Linked DNA regions of Sus scrofa: region 2 is linked to region 1. Evidence: chromatin contacts called from public Hi-C data. All regions are on one chromosome and are shown on one strand. The core of a region is the stretch at or near the end of the contact, and the rest is flanking DNA. Distances in the headings are between cores, read along the strand shown.

Region 1 (3,475 bases), core at 270-2,769:
GGCCCTAAAAAGACAATAAATAAATACAAAGTAAAAATTTTTTAAAGTTACATACCAATTTTTATCAATTTAAAATCCGTTATAGATTTGAAAATGTGGCCAAGAAATTTAGTGCTTAGTAAAACGCATACTGTGAGCCTTCTTTAAAAAAACCCATACCTTATATAGTGCTTTGCTTCAGCATCATTCAATGAGCATTTAAATTAGTAGATATTTCTAAATAATCATTAAAATGATACAAGTAGCATGTGCATTGTCAAAAATTTTACAAAATACAGCAAAATAAAAAGAAGAAAATTAAATTCATTTGGTTTTTGACACTTAACATTAAGCACTTTGGTTTATATCATTCCAGAATTTTACACACACACACACACACATATATATATAATTTTTTTCACAAAAAAAGAGGGACTATCATCCTTTTTTATAATCTGCATTTCAATTGTAATTGTAATTAAACCTGGAATTTCCTTCCATACCAATAGATACACTTCTACAAGTATATATATATTTTAAAGACTGCATGGGATTCGACCAAATGGAAGAATAATTTAATCCATAACATTGTTTTCAACTTTTCACAGTAGGTATTTTAAATCATTTTCATTATAGTAAAATATACATCTGGCCTAGGATTTATTCTTTTTCTCTGAGGACCTGCTAAGCTGGGAATGGGTGGAGCTTGTGGGATCTTCAGACCCTCACTGATAACCTAATACCCGCGGACTCCAGTGTGTTAAGCACACTCTGCCTATATTTTTAAACCTCTGAGAGGATTAAAACACAATGACCCAAATTCTTTAAAAGCTTTAGTCTCCTCTTACAATTTCTTATTTTCCTCACTTAGACCTAAACGGTTTGGGGGAGATAGCAGGCTTTTCTGAAAATCCTAAAGATGTAATTCCAAATTACTTCTGGTTGCCTCTCAGTCCTCTAGAGAATGAGACTAACGGACCAAAATAATCCTAGTAAGATGATGTTTCAATGCCCTGTTCCATCCCGCTCATTTTGCCCACGTGTGAAAGGCTTTGAAGGCTCTCTTGGATGAACTTCTTTCCCCGTTTTCAGAGAAAACCGTCCAACAGCAATTCACTAGGATTTCTATTTTATTTTAACCTAAGACAATCTTTTAAGAGATCCACCTCCATCTGCCCGAGAATTCGCCCAAAGATCTCCAGAGAGGTAAACTGGGGGTAGGGGGTCGGGGGCATAAAAGAGAAACTGGCCGATATACTACTCAAACCACACTGCGGTGCATTTTTGACCTCCTTCAGTCCACGAAAAGGTGAAGCTGTCTCCAGAAACTATTGGGGGAAAATAAATCTCTTTTTACCACAGATTTGGACAATTTCCCGGCTAAAGGATCACAGGAAAATGCGACTTAGTCGTTTTGCCCCTCCATCCTCAAAACTTCTTAATGTTTTAGAAAATTTTTCCTCAAAAAAAGATTTTGCCGCCAGGAAGAGGGAGGGTCCGCCTCAGGTCGGTTCCGGAGCTGCGTTCCTGCCTCCCAGGCGCCCCCTTGGCCTCGAGAATATTTTAGAATCCTCCCAGGAGCCCCAGCGGGAAGGAGGCCCCGCCCCCTCATGAATAGGAAGAACGCCGGCTCCCAGAGTGCCCTCCTTCCTCTTGAATATTTCAGAGCCCTCCCCAGGAGCTCGGGAAGGAGACTCCGCCCCCTCATGAATAGTAAAAGTCCTGGCACTCACAGACCCCTTCCACGCTATGAATAATTAACGAGGATGTAGTCTTTGGAGGCCGAACTTAGGCCAAAACCACCTTTACTTCAAACCGATGACCGGAAGGGGTGGGGCAGTTACGGACGTGGAGGGGACGGTGCGAAACGAAGCGTCCCAACCTGGCGCACCACACATCTGCTCCAAGCCACTTCCTTTCCCTTTATCTTAGTTTTTTAACTCCTCCCATCCCTACAAGGTAAGGTACAAGAGGACTCAATGAAAACTTCTGTTGGGAAGAACCTGCAAACATTCCTTTTTTTAACCTATTTTGGTACCTAGAAGCAAAGATGCCTCCGGCATGTCAAGATGGAGTCCAAGGAAGTTCCTGTTGTGGTGCAGCGGAAAAGAATCCCCCTAGGATCCATGAGGACGCTGGAGCCATGAGGATGCTGGTTCCATCCCTGGTCTCGCTCAGTGGGTTAGGGATCTGGAGTTGCTGTGAAAGCCCTGGTGTGGGTTGCAGATGCGGCTTGGATCCCACACTGCTGTGACGTAGGCCTGCAGCTGTAGCTCTGGTTTGGCCCCTACCTTGGGAACTTCTATATGCTGATGGTGGTGCCATCCTAAAAAGCAAAAAAGATGGAGTCCAAAGCAAATCTTCCTAGCTTGGCCCTCCCTTGAAGATTAAGTCCTTCTTCATTTATTCATTCAGTAGCTGGTTACTGAAAGTTGCTCTGGGCTAGTCACGGGGAAGGCCCTAAACATACAACTGAGAACAAGATATATGTTTCCTGGCTTCATGGAGCTTATTAGTCTAAGTCTAAGCTTATTACTCTTATAAGTCTTATTAGTCTTAAGATAGAATAAACAGGGAGTTCCCAATGTGGCTCAGTGGGTTAAGAACCCAACTATTACCCATAAGGATGCAGGTTTGATCCCTGGGATGCTTAGTGGGTTAAGGATCCAGCATTGCTGTGTAGGTCACAGACATGGCTGGAGTCTGGCATTGCTGTGACCATGGCACAGGCAGGCAGCTGCTATTCCTATTCCACCCCTAGCCTGGGAACTTCCATGTGTTGCAGGTGTGTCCCTAAATAAACAAACAAAAAAGTTTAATTTTGCAGATTTTAAGTGCCTTTTGTGGACCTTCACCAATTCAATCTGGAATACAGGGTTTTGGGTGAAGGAGAAAAGGATAGCTTTATCGATTTGCCAGGCCAAGGGGGCACGCAGTGGGCTAATGCCTCCAAAAACTGTTTATCCTGCTCTGGAGGATTTGGTGAAAAGTTTTATAGCAATGGTTCAAGAGCGGGGTTGTTGATAAGAATCAGAGTGTGTGCAGAGTCTGCATTCCTTTAATCTGGCCTCAGGTGGTCTCTTCCTGAGCTTCTGTGATTCTTTTAATCTGGCCTCAGATAGTCTCCTGATAAGTTTCTATGGTTCTGAGGTTATCAAACTTTGACCTTCTTTATGGAATGAAGAATGTTTCATCAAGTAGTTAACATCTTCCATTTGGTGGGGGTTTAGTTCTACAGAAGAGCTCGGCGATATAAGACCCTGCCCCAAGGCTGGGTTATTGCTTCTGGACTGCTCCTTCCTTGTCTCTGCATCCCCTTCCTTCCCTGATTAGCAGCAGTTTGAACCTGCCCTCAAGGAAGGTCATGGAGGCTGAAGCCTATTCCCTAAATCAAGAAGCAGGGGACATCAAAAGGCTTGTGTGCCCAGGAGCCCCACAGGGTCCTGCTTTGCTTCATAGTTTTTTGTTTTTGTTTTTGTCTTTCCAGGGCATATGA
Region 2 (3,475 bases), core at 646-3,145, 98 kb before region 1:
ACTTAGCGAATTCCTGGTAGAAAGAACAAAGGAATAGTAAGAGCTGAGGAACACACCATGAACCTGGGTATTCTAAAAGGATAAGCTTTTGCTTTCATAGGTATGTGAGGTGGTCTGTAACTCTCTGCTGAACTTGCTGGGGAAATACCAAGGTAAATATGTGGAACCCCCAGCTTAAGATGGAAGCCAACTGAGAACTGAAGTACGGGAGTGATAGGATTTACATTTTAAGGAGTTCCTATCATGGCACAGCAGAAACGAATCCAACTAGGAACCATGAGGTTGCGAGATTGATCCCTGGCCTTGGCCAACGGGTTAACAATCTGCGGTGGCTGTTAGTTGTGGTGTAGGTCGCAGACGCAGATCAGATCCTGTCTGATTCTGGCATAGGTTGGCAGCTGCAGCTCCAATTCGACTCCTAGTCTGGGAACCTCCATATGCCAGGGTGTGGCCCTAAAAAGCAAAAAAAAAAAAAAAAAAAAAAAAAATTTAAAGATAGGCTTTGGCTTCAGTGTAGCAAACAAATTTAAGCAGTAAGGGAGGAAGCTAAGATTAGAGAATGATGTCTAAAGACAGCAGGAACAGAATTTAAATTGCAGGTATTTATCTTACAATGTCTTTCAAAGGAAATCAAGCATTAAGAGGCCCTGAGAGGTTAAAAAACAAAACAAAACAAAACACACACCAAACTATTGCTTCATTCTCCAATAAAGGGAGAAGTGGTTCAACGGTCCAGAAACCATAAGGAAGATTTGGTCTGTCTACTCACCCTTCTTTCTGAGCTCTGGTTTCCCTTTCTTGACTGTGGCCATCACCATGTCACCCACACCAGCAGCAGGAAGTCTATTCAATCGTCCCTTGATCCCCTTCACAGAAATGATATAGAGGTTTTTGGCTCCTACGAAAGGATGTAAACAAAAATGGTCTTTTTGAAGGGCCGATTAGGCAGTCCTGCATTTCCGACACTTCCAAGGCCTCTCTCTCCACTCACACCCCCAAGCGGTTCCACTCCCCCACCAGGTGAAATAGTTTGTCACACCACCGATTGAAGCAAAACAGCACAACTTGCTGCCGCTTCACCCAAAAGTGGTGTTTTTACTGTGCCCTTTCTTGGCGGCTCAGAAGGTCACGAGCAAAAGGCCCTCTGAGTGCTTTTAGAAAGGGGAATTTGGCAGGGTTGCAGCTTAAGATCTCACCCGTGTTATCAGCACAGTTGATCACTGCTCCAACCGGAAGACCCAAGGAAATCCGGAACTTAGCACCAGAGGACCCACCACGTCCTGTTAGTAGGGCGACAGAAGAGAGATCACTGTCCAGTCATGGTTCGGAGTTCCCTTCGCATTCTCAAGCTATGAATTCATTCGCATGTGTTTTGGGAAACGGTACACTATAGATTCGATTTCTCTAGGATTCCACTTACCCCCTCTCCAATGCCACTCAGTTCTCAGGGCAAATATCCAATTCCTCCCTCCTACAACCTCACATTGAGATTAGGGGGCCTGGACGACACAATTCCCGATCCAACTTTTGTACCACGCAGTTCTTCCTCCAAGGCGGGAGACCGCACACAAGTCGCCCGCTCTGCGGCTTAAGCTAGCCTGACTCCAACACCATTACTGCAGTGCTAGGCGCAGGGCAACCTCCCGGGGGATTCACGACTAGAATCACGACTGGATCCTGCCAACTCAATCCTCCAGGCCCCTCCGCCATTTCGGGGACTGTCCTGGTGCCCATCCACTCCCTCTCCGCCCCAAAGGAAAGCAGAGTGCCCCAGCTGCCCGTCGCCGCAGCTCCGGGTGAGGCCAGCAGCCACTTCGCGACAGATGGCGAAGGATCTCCCCAAGCCAAAGCCTCACCTCGCTTCGACATCTTGATGGCCCGACAAGGACGAAAAGGAAGTAAGAACAAAGGACCTTGGGATATGAAGCCGACGCCCCGCCCATTCAGGTCACGTGATCCAGAGTTGCCGTGTCCGCCCCTTCCCCGGGGCGTTCTCTTATTACGTCATAAATCGTGGACGTTGCCGTCTCTCGCTTCGAAGTGGGCAGTGGAATCTTTGAAGGCTACAGAAGAGAAAGAGTGCTTGAGTACCTACTGTACGAGTTGGAAAGTAGTTGTTGGGGACACAGAAACATTGGTTTAATTTATCGGACAACCTCTTCTGAGCACTAAGTGTGTACCAGGGATTTCGATGGACGCTAGAGGTTCAGAAATGATTAAAACATCCGTGCTGTATAAGGGCCCCCAAAAAACATGTGGCGGGGGGGGCGGAGTGAGAAAGAGCTCGAAATAGTTTCATTAGGATGTGATATAACTGAGAAGTGCCATTCCAGCGCTACAGATAATTCCTTATATGTGTGCTTGGTCCCACATTCATCTATATTTTAGAGTCTTGTTTTACTCATTACTCTTTTCATTGTTTGTCTTTCCCATTCTTCAAAGGAGCTCTGTTGATATAGTCATTCAAATATTTATTGAATGACTATTTTATGCCAGATACTGTCTTGGACATACACTAGACTACGTCAAAGGAAACAGATCTCTCTCTCTCTCTCTCTCTCTCTCTCTCTATATATATATATATATATATTTTTTTTTTTTTTTTTTTCTTTTTGCCTTTTCCAGGGCTGCTCCCATGGCACATGGAGGCTCCCAGGCCAGGGGTCCAATCAAAGATGTTGCCGCTGGCCTACGCCAGAGCTACAGCAACGCGGGATCTGAGCCGCGTCTGCAACCCACACCACAACTCACGGCAATGCCGGATCTTCAACCCACTGAGCAAGGCCCGAAACCTCATGGTTCCTAGTCCGATTCACCAACCACTGCGCCAAAATGGGAACTCCCAGATCAATATTCTTGACCTTAGGAAGCTTACATTCTGCCAGGGTGGCAGTGAAAGTGGATATTAGATACTAAATCATAGATGTAATAATTGCACTATATAGTATGTTAGATGGTTTAAGTATTATGAAAATAAAAGTAGAAAAGGGGGATCTGGGAGTGGGAGGAGGGGCAGACTGCAATTCAAAATCAGTGGGGGCTTCATGGAAGAAGTGTGACCTTAGTGCAAAGGTTTTAAGCTGAGGGACAATATGATTGTCTAGAGAAGAGCAATCCAGATAGAGTCATCAGCCAATGAAAGGCCCTAAGGCAGAAATGTGCCTGAGCGATATGAGGACCAGCAAGGAACCTAGGAGTGACTGGACAGAGTAAATGAAGGGAAAAGTAGTAGGACAGAAGGTCAGAAGTAATGGAACTTTAGGTCATTGTACACCGCTATTGACTTTGATATGTACAGACTGAAATGGGAAACGGTTAACTCATAAGCATTGAAGGGACATGATCTGAAAATATGTCAGAAGGATCACTCTACTTGAGACTAGAGAGAGCACAAAGATACAAGTAAGGAGGTCTATTGGGAGGCTCTTGCAATAACCCAGGAGAGAAAAACGGTGGTGGTTTGGACTTAACGTGC

Evidence for each region. A called contact is a pair of places that touch in the nucleus more often than the background predicts.
Region 2: a Hi-C map of mesenteric adipose tissue shows a contact between it and region 1, with 2.0 times the contacts expected there. The contact joins the promoter of RPL23 here to the promoter of FBXO47 in region 1. A contact is called at or near these places in 1 of 5 promoter capture datasets (liver), 11 of 47 Hi-C or Micro-C datasets (alveolar macrophages, liver, mesenteric adipose tissue and 4 more) and 2 of 2 datasets of contacts at active chromatin or transcription factors (alveolar macrophages and skeletal muscle).

Annotation. Positions count from the first base shown.
Region 1 is chr12:23,179,782-23,183,256 of Sscrofa11.1, reverse strand. It overlaps FBXO47 (F-box only protein 47), which reads right to left and starts at 1,519. Exons shown (of 11, transcript XM_021067059.1): 1 at 1,337-1,519.
Region 2 is chr12:23,278,385-23,281,859 of Sscrofa11.1, reverse strand. RPL23 (ribosomal protein L23) reads right to left here and starts at 1,895. Exons shown (of 5, transcript NM_001129955.1): 1 at 1,857-1,895; 2 at 1,197-1,280; 3 at 770-898. The coding sequence starts at 1,869.